Regions from separate parts of the Rattus norvegicus genome. Here region 2 is linked to region 1. Evidence: chromatin contacts called from public Hi-C data. All regions are on one chromosome and are shown on one strand. The core of a region is the stretch at or near the end of the contact, and the rest is flanking DNA. Distances in the headings are between cores, read along the strand shown.

Evidence for each region. Hi-C and Micro-C count contacts between places; a contact is called where the count stands out from the background.
Region 2: a contact with region 1 is called in a Hi-C map of frontal cortex, with 2.9 times the contacts expected there. The contact joins the enhancer-like site here to the promoter of Camk1d in region 1. A contact is called at or near these places in 4 of 12 Hi-C or Micro-C datasets (Schwann cells, frontal cortex, liver and 1 more).

Annotation. Positions count from the first base shown.
Region 1 is chr17:77,487,738-77,493,413 of GRCr8, forward strand. It overlaps Camk1d (calcium/calmodulin-dependent protein kinase ID), which reads left to right and starts at 3,586. Exons shown (of 11, transcript NM_001107365.1): 1 at 3,586-3,831. The coding sequence starts at 3,740.
Region 2 is chr17:77,779,102-77,784,858 of GRCr8, forward strand. All of the region lies in intron 3 of Camk1d (calcium/calmodulin-dependent protein kinase ID), which reads left to right. Among named protein-coding and RNA genes, the nearest start is that of Ccdc3, 260 kb to the right of the region's middle. Within about 2 kb of position 4,165, at least 21 of the 93 cell types and tissues checked have an H3K27ac peak or open chromatin away from gene starts, as enhancers often do.

The sequences.
Region 1 (5,676 bases), core at 2,336-4,835:
GACATGAAAACAACACAGCCCAGATGAATGTGTCTTTGCCATTCCCATTTTCTGTGGGCCCCTTGGTCTGTTCTTCCGGGCGTGATTTGCCAGCTTGCTATTAAAAAGCTGTATTTCCCCCTTCAACAACCTACTCCGGATGGAAATAGCTTTTTATCAATGAACCAACATCATTATGGAGTTTGGACAAGAAAGCAAGCTCCTTCCTAGCACTGCCACCAGCACAGTAAGTATCAAATAGTGGGCTTAGTGTATTCCTTCATGCAACATTCCTTTACAATGTATAAATTACAGAGAACCAAAGCTGGAAGGTCTTCAGTAGTGGGAACGTCACGGGACTTGGTCTCAAGGAGTTTTGTGTAGCCTGGTTGGAAAAGGGCAAGACTTTGTGTGTGTGTGTGTGTGTGTGTGTGTGCGCGCGCGCGCGCGCGTATGTGTGCATATGGGTGTGTATGTGAGTGTGTGTGAGTTGTGTGAGTGTGTGTATTGGTATGTGTGTGTGTGTGTGTGTGCATGTATGGGTGTGTGTGTGTAGGATATAAAGGACAGCATCAGTTGTGGCTCTCATTGACTGTCCATTTCATTTATTATCATTATTATTACTATTATTATTATCATTAATTTCTTATAGGCCTAGAACTCACCAAATAGGCTAGGCTGGCTGTTTGGTTGGGCACTATGCTCCAGGATCCTCTTTTTTTTTTTTTTTCTATTCTTTTTGTCGGAGCTGGGGACCGAACCCAGGGCCTTGAGCTTGCTAGGCAAGCGCTCTACCACTGAGCCAAATCCCCAACCCCCACTCCAGGATCCTCTTACCTCTTATCTCCACCTTCCTGGCCTTGGGATTACAAGTATTTGCCACCGCAGCTGGTTTATTATTATTATGATGATGATGATGATGATGATGATGATGATGATGATGATTATCGCAAGAAAAGCCCCCAAAACAATACAAACCAAAACCCACCAGGATTTAGAGGATCAAACTCAGGTCCTCACATGTACAAGGTAAGTGCTTTACCTACTGTACTATCTTCCAGGTCCTTATCTCTGCTCTTCTTTTACTGTCTTGTTTGGTCAAACAGGAAGAGAGGGAGATGGAGAAGGGTCCTGAGACAGTGTCACTGAACTCTGTTGACCTATGCTTGTCCACATGTTATAGTTTTTATGCAAGAAGATGCCTACATATATAGTTCTTACTGGAGGGGGATGCTGTATGCTTTGGACTTTGGGCCTATGTCCATCTTTGAGAGAGGTTCCTTAGTCTCCCCCCACCCCCCACAGATATTGTTTGTAGGTTTTCTTTTGGGTTTGTAACAGCAAGCACAGTCATGTGGGCATAATGGCATTCTGATGTTAATCCCATAGGATTATAATGGAGCTGCAAAATTCCTATGGCCCCGTGACCTCTTTACAGTCATAACAGCAGTGTGACCCATTACTCATATGTCTGTGGTAATGGTGGTGTAAACAGATGTGCAGTGCTGTACTTTGCTGAGAAGTGCTGTAGATATCATCCCTTAGGTAGATAATGTTTGATGATAAACGACTCTTATTGGCTTATCTATTTACTGGGTTGAATTTTTTTTTTTCTAGAAGATGTTTCTTCTGCTTATGAGAGAAAACTTGGCTGTAAGTCCATTTCTCTATTCTGCCGGCAGTACCCTCTTGTACCTTGTGTTTGCCGTTCTTCCGGATTGAATCATTTTGTCTTGTGCTTGACTTAATTTCATGTTTTGTTCATTATGGTCCTAGGAGCATTAGGGTGTTTCTTCCCAACCTCCAGCCCCGTGAGTGTGTGTGTGTGTCCCACAGGCTGGGTGTGTACAGCATCTAGGCCTGTGTAAGTACACTTAAAACACGATGACCACAGGACTCGGTTGTCATGCTCCTAATCAACCAATGGGTATCACCTTCTTCTCTGTCGTTCTCAGCTTCAAGTGTTTAGGACTAAGGGCCAGAGAAATGTTGAAAACAGCACTGAAAATCCAGGGATAGATGGTTTGTTTTCTAACCTCCTTGGTGGGGGGGGGTGTCTCCAAAGGGCTCCAAGGCAGAGCCTCTGGCCAGTCAGAACCAACCGGGAGGTGCGGGGGGGGGGGGGCGGTGGGAAGATTTCTTTTTCTGAAAGCAGATTTACACCTCCTCCTCCCCCCTCTCAAATTGGAACAGTCCTGGGAAAATGGGACAGGTGTCCCCAGTCAAGAGGCTGCTGTTTACTCAATCCAGCAGAGCAGCTCTAAGGGAGAGGAAGTCTTGCTACAAAAAAAAAAAAAAAAAAAAAAAAACCCTTAAAATTTCCTATCAAGAGGCAATCCCTGCCAGTTGGACCAGAGGACCAACTGGAAACCCTGCCTGCTGTCCTGTAACAGGTGAATGCCTGGAGCGAGTTGGCAGGTCAAAGTTCACTTTGGAGACCAGAGGCCTGAGGACATTGTTTCTCTGCCGCTACCTTAACCTTCTCAGTAAGCCACCTGCGGGTTATGTTGGTGGGGGAAGGCGGCAGGGAAAGAACCTGACATGACCATTCCATAGAATCGCTGCATTTCGCCCACAGCCTCAGAGCATCAGGAGCAAAGTGAGAAAGAGCAAATCAGAAGGGTTCAAACACTAGTCAGTCCAGTCACTCCAGTCCCGGGTCAGGACAGCCACGATGTCCCGCATCCACCCATCACTTGGCCGCCAAATAACCCCAGGAGTTCTACTCCCAAAGGGACCACCAGGCGGTGATTGGCCCGCCTTGGGCGTGCCTATCCCGTACACCCGGAGGCTCCCTCTAGCCGCTCCAAAATTGATGTGAAGCCGATTTTGGTGCAATGCGAATTAGCTCCAGCAGCCGAGTCGGGAGGAGACTGCCGAGCTCCGGGAGCGCCTGCCGGGGCAAAGCTGGGGCCGGGAGTCAACGCCCGCCCGCCGATGGCTCCATCCAGGCCGCCGCCCATTGCCTTGACAACAAGCCCCCACCCGCCCTCCTGCACAGCAAGCAGGCTTGGGCCACCAGCTCTTGGGTATGCGAAGGCGCCCCGCCCTGGACGCCCCGAATCCGTGAGCCGCGCAACCCCACCTTGCGGAGAGCTTCCGAGCGCCAAGCAGAGGCGCCCCCTCCTGCTCGAAGAGGGAAAGCCCGGGCGCCCCCAGCCTTGACTTCATAATAAAGCTCCCTAAAGGCTAGGACTCCCCCGCGCGTTCCAGCGCCCTGCACCTGCTGGGTTCTCCCACCCGCCCTCACCCGGCCCTCACCCGGGGACCCAGGGTGCGCGGACCGCCCGGGAGCGTGCGTGGCTCCGCGGTCAAGTGCTGCGCCCGGGCGCCCAAGGCACTGTGCTCCTGGGGAGGGGAGGGGGAGCGGGACATCCCCGAAGGCCGCCTCACGGGAGGCGGGGAGGCTGCCGGGTGCACTGGGAGGGCGGGGAGCCCGCGGGAGGAGGCGGGCTGGGGGAGTGGGGCGGGCGGCGGGGAGGGAGCAGGAGCCAGGCAAGAAAGTAGCAGAAAGTGAGGCTGGCAGGCGGCGGCAGAGGCAGGAAGTCTGTGCCGGAGAGCAGTAGAAATTAGAGCCAGGGAGGGACCGCGGCGGCAGCAGCCAAGGCGAAAGAGGAAACTGCCGAAGAGGAAGCTCTGCGGCAGCCCGAGCCTCCCTGCGCTCCGTATCCCCGCGCCCGGCATCCCCCGGCGCCCGCGCCGCGCCTCCGGCGCCCCTTCCCCAGCGCACCCCCCGGCCGCCCTACAGCACTAGTCTGCCATGGCCCGGGAGAACGGCGAGAGCAGCTCCTCCTGGAAAAAGCAAGCGGAAGACATCAAGAAGATCTTCGAGTTCAAGGAGACCCTCGGAACGTAAGTGGGTGCTGGGGACCAGCGGGTGGAAGTGGCATCGGTGGCGGCAGCTGCATCGGCGGCTCCTGCTGCTACCGTTGCCACCGCCACCGCGGCAGAAATTGGCTGCTCGATGCGTCCTCATTGTCCCACAGTCCGCTCTTATGGAGACCCTCCGCGAGTCCACCGCGTGGGTCTGTGCCCACGGGTGACACCTCTCCTGGGCGGGGGAGGGGAGCTCAGGGCGCGCAGAGAACAGCCCACGCGGGCAGGCCGGCGGGCGGGCGACTTTCCATTTCCTTTGCCACCGCCGCCCTCCACTGATTTTTCTCCCCACGCGTGACTGTGGGCTGAGCATGGTGGATCTTGCTGATCGCTGGCTGTGTGCTCTTACTCATCGTGTGTAGGGGCGCACTGGGTCGACGACAGTGGTCACGAGGAAATTCAGTTTTTGGTCCTACCCTTACATCACATATTCCTATGGAATTGGCATATGCACGTACTAGGTGTAGGCAAGACTCTGGATGGATGGCCTCAGGATGACGGGAGGGGAGAATTTCGCAGTATTCAGAGTGGCATGTGGTCAGAGCTTCATCTGTGTGTACATTTCACCGGAGGGTCAGCTGCACGCACTGGGATGCGTGTCCTGGTGGGAGGAGGGTCAGGTAGTCTTTAGGGGAGGTTCTCTCTGAGGCTCATGCTTGGTGGTTACATCTCAAGAAAGCAGAAATAATCAAAAGTGTGTGTCATCAGTGCTCTGAACATGTGCCACTCAGGACAGCTGCAGTTCCCTTCCTGCGCATGAGTTGGTTTTGTTTTGAAGCGCCTCAGATAGGTACAGGGGCTGTGAAAGAATTCAGAGCCGCTGAATGAAGTTCAAGTTCTTTTCTACACCCCCTCCTCCACCCACTGGATCAGTTTCTGGTTTTGATCGGTATCTGTCCGTGAAGATACAGTCTCACACGTGCTGCGTGTAATGAGTGTTGTGCTGGGGTTTGGGGGGGGGTGTTGATGACACGGAGAAAAAGAGGAGGTGATTCCCGGGCATGTATCAGTGTTGCTGGGTGCTTTTCTTGCCTTCTTCCCTCTCAACATTATTTCTGCACCTGCTTTGCCTTTTCCGGGACCCCATTTTTCAAGCCTGCTCTAAATGTCCAGTCCCACAGCTAAATATTGGTAGTTATTTCTCTCTACCCTATCCTTCACTCTGTCTGCAGTGGGACCACCAGAGAGAGAGAGAGACTGGAGGGTGGCTTTCTCAGCCGTGCTCTCAGATGCCTGGGACGGACCTGTGTGTGCAGTGTGCTGAGTTCCAAACAAGAGTCACCCTGCTGTGGCTCCCGGGCACCAGGGAAGGTATCTCTGTGCACCTACTTGCTCTCTTTGTGGAAATAAAACAAGAGAGGCTCTTAGCTTTTCAGTAGAAGGGGCTCCCGGCTAAGAGGTTACTTCCGGTCCAAACTTTTAAAAGGTTTTGAGGTTGTGCACCTGAGCTGGACAAGTTAAACAAGGAAAACAAAAATGTACCTCTTGCCTGTCACTCAGGGACCTGGCCTATGACTGCAGGTGAGGAGACTGCAGGTGAGGGACTGCAGGTGAGGGATACCCTCAGGTGTGTTTTACACCCTTATGTCTTTTCCCTGCCTGAAGGGCCCTTTGGCCTGCAGCCTTAAGGCTGGCGGATGCAGTCTCTCTTCATATAGACTCTCCTCACTGGCAAAGCCCCAGCACCATACCCGCACCTCTGCAGTGGCCAGGCTGCTGAGCTCAGGGAGCCGCTTGGATAGAGCAGATTGTGCTGTGTAACACGCTGTTTGGGTTGACTGAAGAGGCTTCCATTTCTGGAAAGGTTGGAGCTATGCCTTC
Region 2 (5,757 bases), core at 2,915-5,414, 290 kb after region 1:
CGGGTAGGGTGGCGCAAATGAGTCGTGTGCTTTTTATTTTGAGGTGCAGCTTACAAACCCTAGCTGGCATCTTCTAACCTCTCTCCAACATGAATTTAAAGTGTCAAGTAAGAAGAACAAGAAAAAGCCAGCAGCTCAAGCAAAGTGCTGGTGTTGGGGCAAATCATCAAAAACCTGTGTCGGAAGGATGGCAACACCTGCTGGAGGTTTTTATGTGACAGAAGTAGAACTCGGGGGAAGAGCTGGCTTAGAAATTCTGGAACACGAAGGTCAAAGGTCACTGAAAGCTATTCAGGAGTAGTTTCCCATCTCTAGCCCCTCGTGGGTTTGACATCTTTATTGTGATGATGGCAGATGGGTGTCTTTTTTTGTGTGTGTATTTTAAGCATTTTATTGTATGAAACTTTGATTGTATGTACTCCAGAGTACGGTGTGATGTTTGGGTCACTCAGGTGTTTAGATTGTCTCATAATGAACAGGTTTTGATTAATGGTAAGTAAGTCAGTGTTGGCGATAGTTTGTACTGAGACCTGAAGCTTTGATATAAATGCTAGATTAACTATTCACATAAACACACAGAATGACCATAGATGTGACGTCTATGCATGCAGGTTGTAGAAGTGGTGTTAGTAGCTTAAACACCATGGCTTGTGGACACAACTTTCCTTCATGGCAAACAACTCTTCACATAAGAGTTTCTATACCATGCTAAATAGATGCTTCTCTCAGTTGGAGGAGCTTGGCACAGAAGAAAAGCAGGGGCTTTTAGACCTAAGTTTAGGTGTACCCAGCTAGTCTCAAAGCCTTCCTTCATAGCTATAAATTTAGCCCAGATTCTCTTCAAATAAATCTCTCTCTCTCTCTCTCTCTCTCTCTCTCTCTCTCTCTCTCTCTCTCTGTGTGTGTGTGTGTGTGTGTGTGTGTGTGTGTGTGTGTGCGCGCACTCGAACGCACGCATGGTGCGTGTACCAGTACGCCATAACCATCCATGTCTGTGGAAGCCAGGAGACAATCTTAGTGTGTTTCCTTGGGTACCATCCACTCTTTCTCTTTTGAGATGGAGTCTCTCACTGGCCCTTGAGCTTTCTGATTTAGCTTTGTTTTCTGGCCAGTAAATCTCAATGCTTGCTTGCTCGCTCTCGCTCCCCCCCGCCCCAGGATCACAAACATTTACCACTCTGCTTGGCTTTCCCCCCCAACTTGAATGCTTGGATCCAAACCAAGACTTCGTGCTTGTGCAGTAAACATTTTGCTGACTGATCTGTCTCCCCCACTGTACTCTGGGGGTGGGAGACTCCCAAGGGTTTAACGTATGCTCATCACAGACTCTGAGCCAGAGGAGAGCCTCAGTGTGCCGGTTTTTCTCTCCTCTTACCTCAGCCCTATGTACAGCTGCACATGACTCCTTCGCAAAGTCAGAGTGCACGTTTCTGCCACACAGCACATCTTTGTTGCACAAGCAGCAACATTATGTCAGCCTTGGCCTGTATGGCCCACCCACAGTGTGGCATCTATGCACTCTGAATACCGCCCATGCTGACAGTGCCTTCTTCTGTGCTTGGAGGGTCTGAAAGTCCTGGTGACATCTGAATATGTTACTTTGTTGTTTGGTTGTTTGGTTGGTTTTGCTGTGCTTGTAAAAGATATAGGCTTTGAATGGTGGTTGTGGGCCAAGAGTTTTTTAAAAGAGTAGCTTAAAATAGTCTAATCAGAAAAAGATAACAAAAGAAACAAGTAATCTCCCATAAGTACTTTCTTCCTTTACCCAACCTCTGGTCCTAGTTGGATGGTACAACTTGATTTTTTTGTTGCTATTCAACTCTGTAATTATATATTTCGCCACTAATTTCTTTATTCTTTAGATGACTTCAACAAAGGAGTTGTTCTATGGTTGCCTATACTTTAAAATAATTGGTCTGTCCTGCTCCTCTGTGATAACATCGGTTTCCTAGAATTGCTTTAGAGTTTATTTACTCCCCAGGTGGCATAATTCCATCACCACCACCACCACCCCACTGCGTGAGTTCCCGGGCTATTTTGTTCCTTCCAATTGGCAGCTTTACGGATAGTGTGATCTCCCTTAACTAGGATATGACTGGGTATCAAATATGGACACCTTGCTTGAGGCGTTGGCCAATTGCTTTTTATGCCCACGACTGTATGTTACATTGAAATTCTTAGGTCTTACAGTAAGAAGCCAAGCTAGAGTTTCAGCCCCTCGGTGCTCATTCTCTTCCGTGTCTCCTCGTTCTTCTGGAAGCTTCTCAGGCAATAGTAATGTCTTCCTGACCTCATTGGTGGGACAAAATATTTGACCAAACCAGGCACAAGGGAAAAAAAAAAAAAACTTACTTTGACTCAGAGTCAGGGCTTCAAGTCCTTGATGTCATTGATTCCAGATGAGGCAGAACCTCATGTTGGCAGGAGCAACTGTGCTCACTTTGTGCCAGACAGGAAGCAGAGAGAGAGAGAGAGAGAGAGAGAGAGAGAGAGAGAGAGAGAGGAGGGGGAGGGGAGGGGAAGAGGGAGAGAAAGAGGGAGGAGAGGAGGGAGAGGGAAGAGAGAGAGAAAGGGAGAGGGGGAGGGGGAGGGAGAGAGAGAGAGAGAGAGAGAGAGAGAGAGAGAGAGAGAGAGAGAGAGAGAGGATAAGATAATCTGAGAACCGAGCTTTAGTAACCTCTTCCTTCCACTAGGTTTCACTTCCCAAACTTTCTTATACCTCTCAAAATAGCATTGCTAACTGGGGACAAAGCCTTGCATGCACAAGCTTTTTGCAGATGCTATTTGTGCAAACCATATTGTCCCCAAACACTTTGTTGGAAGGAAACACGTTATGTTACACACAGGTATCTGTATTTTATATACAAAGACAATCTTTTTTTTTCTTTTTAATGATGCCCTCCATGTTGTGAGATCGATTTGAGCTTAACGTCCAGAAGGGTCGTCAAATGCCCAATGCCAACTGAAGGAGAGATTTATTCAGTATGGAGATGTTGGTCGATGGCTGAGTCATATAAACTCCAGTAAGCTCTTCGCCAGCCTCAAGTCTTGGAGAAAACGGAGAGCCCACTACAAGACGGTCGTGAAGATCATTGGTCGTGTTATTCATTCAGATGGTTGTCTTTAAGCCAGTGTGGCCTGCTCCACACAGGACCTTTCTTTATTGCCTTTCCTAGCCACTAAACAGAAGTCCATGGCCAGTGGGTTCAAAACAAATCTTCTTTATGGCCATTTATGAATGGTTAGTTAAAAGCCCAGTGCCCCTGAGTGCTTTTGAACCTGATTTGCAGTTTTGTCACAGTGGTCTGAAATCCTCGGCAGTGTGAAGAGTTTTTACCACCTATAGTCCCTTTATCTTCCAAGGTGAGGTATTGATGTCACCCTCTCTGGATCGATCAATACCAGCCTTGTTCTTCTCGCCTACCTTATGAATCCAAAGCAGAAATGGAAGAGCACACTGTGATATTGATGCACCGTGCGCATCAGCAAACGGTGATGCTCTGCTGTGAGCTGGGCAATAAGGAAACGGTGAGGAGGTGGCTTGGTCGGTCAAACACAGAGCTCGGTCGCTCCCCAGACGCCAAATGGAAAATAAAAGTTGTCTGTGGCCGAGCACAGATGTAACTAGCTTAGGCAGGCAGATGCGAAAATGGGTGGATCCTTGGGGCTAGTTTAATGAGAGAGAAAAGAATTGACAAAATGAGAAGAGAGTGAGAATGGCAGCTGAGGCTATTTTCTTGCTCTCCCGGTGAACGTGCACACCTGGGCATGGGAGAGCAAGTGTCAGTACCTGCACACATACACGAGTGCACACACACACCACACACACACACACACACACACACACACACACACACATGTTAAAACACGGGCTCTTTTTAGTCGAATTGTGTTGCTACTGTTCACCTATTTACCCGACTTAGTGTAGTTTGCAGGGAGGGTGCTTACAGCCTCCCTGGAAATTGTCCCTGATCTGGGACCTAAATCTTGATCAGAAGCTATGACAGCCCGAGGGAAGAGCAGAGGACCAAAGCACAGAGCGATTAAAGAGACTGCAGAGCTGCTGTGCTGCTGGGGTGGCTTGCTGACCTGGGAACTGCCAGCCTGGAGAAGTGTGGGGAGGAGGTGGGAGCTTTTAGCAGCTTCTCTGTGCAGCTGGAGCTCAGCTGCTCCTGCCTTGAACTGTGGCAGGGGAGGGGAAGGGAGGGCGGGCATCTGTGGGGAGAAGGTGGCAGCCCTAGTCCAGGCCAGCGGACTGATCCCTTTCTATTGTGAGACCTCCCCCCACCCCTGGGGTGAGTCACCTTCTGGAGGCTGGTGAGAACCTGATTGTGGAGGCTCAGGGAAAGCCCACGTGGAGCCTGGAGCCTCGGCAATTATATAAATGGAAAGTTGAAAAGAGAAAAAAAAAAGATGCACAGGGTTTGTAAAGATGGTTACATTGTGGCTGAGAAAATTCTTGGCTGAGAAAATGTGAGGAGTGCTATGTGCTGTGGAGATGCTATGTGCTGTGGAAGATTTTGTTTTTCTCTTGGTAGACAGAGTCAGAAGGGGCCAGGCCCCGCCCCTTGCTTTGAAAAAAAAAAAAAGAAAGAAACACAAATAGAAAAAAGATGTCAATGAAGTAGTCAAAAGAAGGAAAGGAAAATAGGGATTTCAATGTGTTGAATGGCTTCCTAAATTTTTTGAGGGGATAAAAAGGTTTGGAATTGAGACTCTTAGCCTAAAACTTTGAGTCTGCCAACTGAAAATGGCAAAAATACATCTTACAGGAAAGGAAACCCTATACTTTAGGGACAGAGAAGGCCAAAGAAGGGCCCTTGTGCCTTCCTCAGGAAAGCCAACACCAGTCTGTTTCCTCTGCATGGGACTAGCCATGAAAATCTCTATTTACCTAATGCCTTGACAGGAGATTAGAGCACATGATTAAACAGTATTTCTGTCAGGCTTTGCCACTCTATTTCATTTTTTATTGTTTGGTAACCAGAGGTAGGCATATTTAGTAGGAACGATGACACAGGAAAGAACCTATCGGAAGCTAGAAGGAAGAGTGTTGACAACCGTGGACTGGATTGGACTAATGTGTTTATTTCACCTTTTAAATTCTGCTTGCTATACTTACCAATTGATGTTGGTGGCAGTGTATTTTACTGGCTTTTATTTCATTTGGTATTTTTGCCATTGTTTTTAGTTTCCTTATTCCTTTTGCCTCTGCCCATAAACTCCTACCATATGATCCTCTGCTCAAGTGCTAAGAGCTGAGCTTCAGGGACTGGGCTCTCTGAAGCCTTGAGCCCCTCTTCCCCCAAACTCCTTCCTCGCCTAAGTCATTTCTGTCAAGTATTTGGTCAAAGGGATGAGAAAGTTAAAAATACTTACTACAGGGATTACTTACAGCAGAAAATGAAATCAGACTGCCTATAGTTTACAGAGAGAAGTTGTGGGAAGTGAGGCAAAGACAATCATAGAAATGTAAGTCAAGAAGCCCTGGGCGCCATGGCGGTCTTTTGTGAGTGACCCTTGCTACTTCCTCTTGGTGACACAAACAGTTCCTCCTCATTGCCCAGTGGAAGCACAGATATTACATGATGCGTGAATGGCGACAGAGTTCTTCCTTTTCTAGATCTGAGGGCTTGCTCACCTGTGGGGCTAACCCAACCATGTGAAGGATCTTTTAGTACGTTCCTGCTCTGGAAGGAGACTCCTTCCACTGTGCAGTGCTCATTGGCCAGAAGTAGGCTGACTAGCTAACAGGAT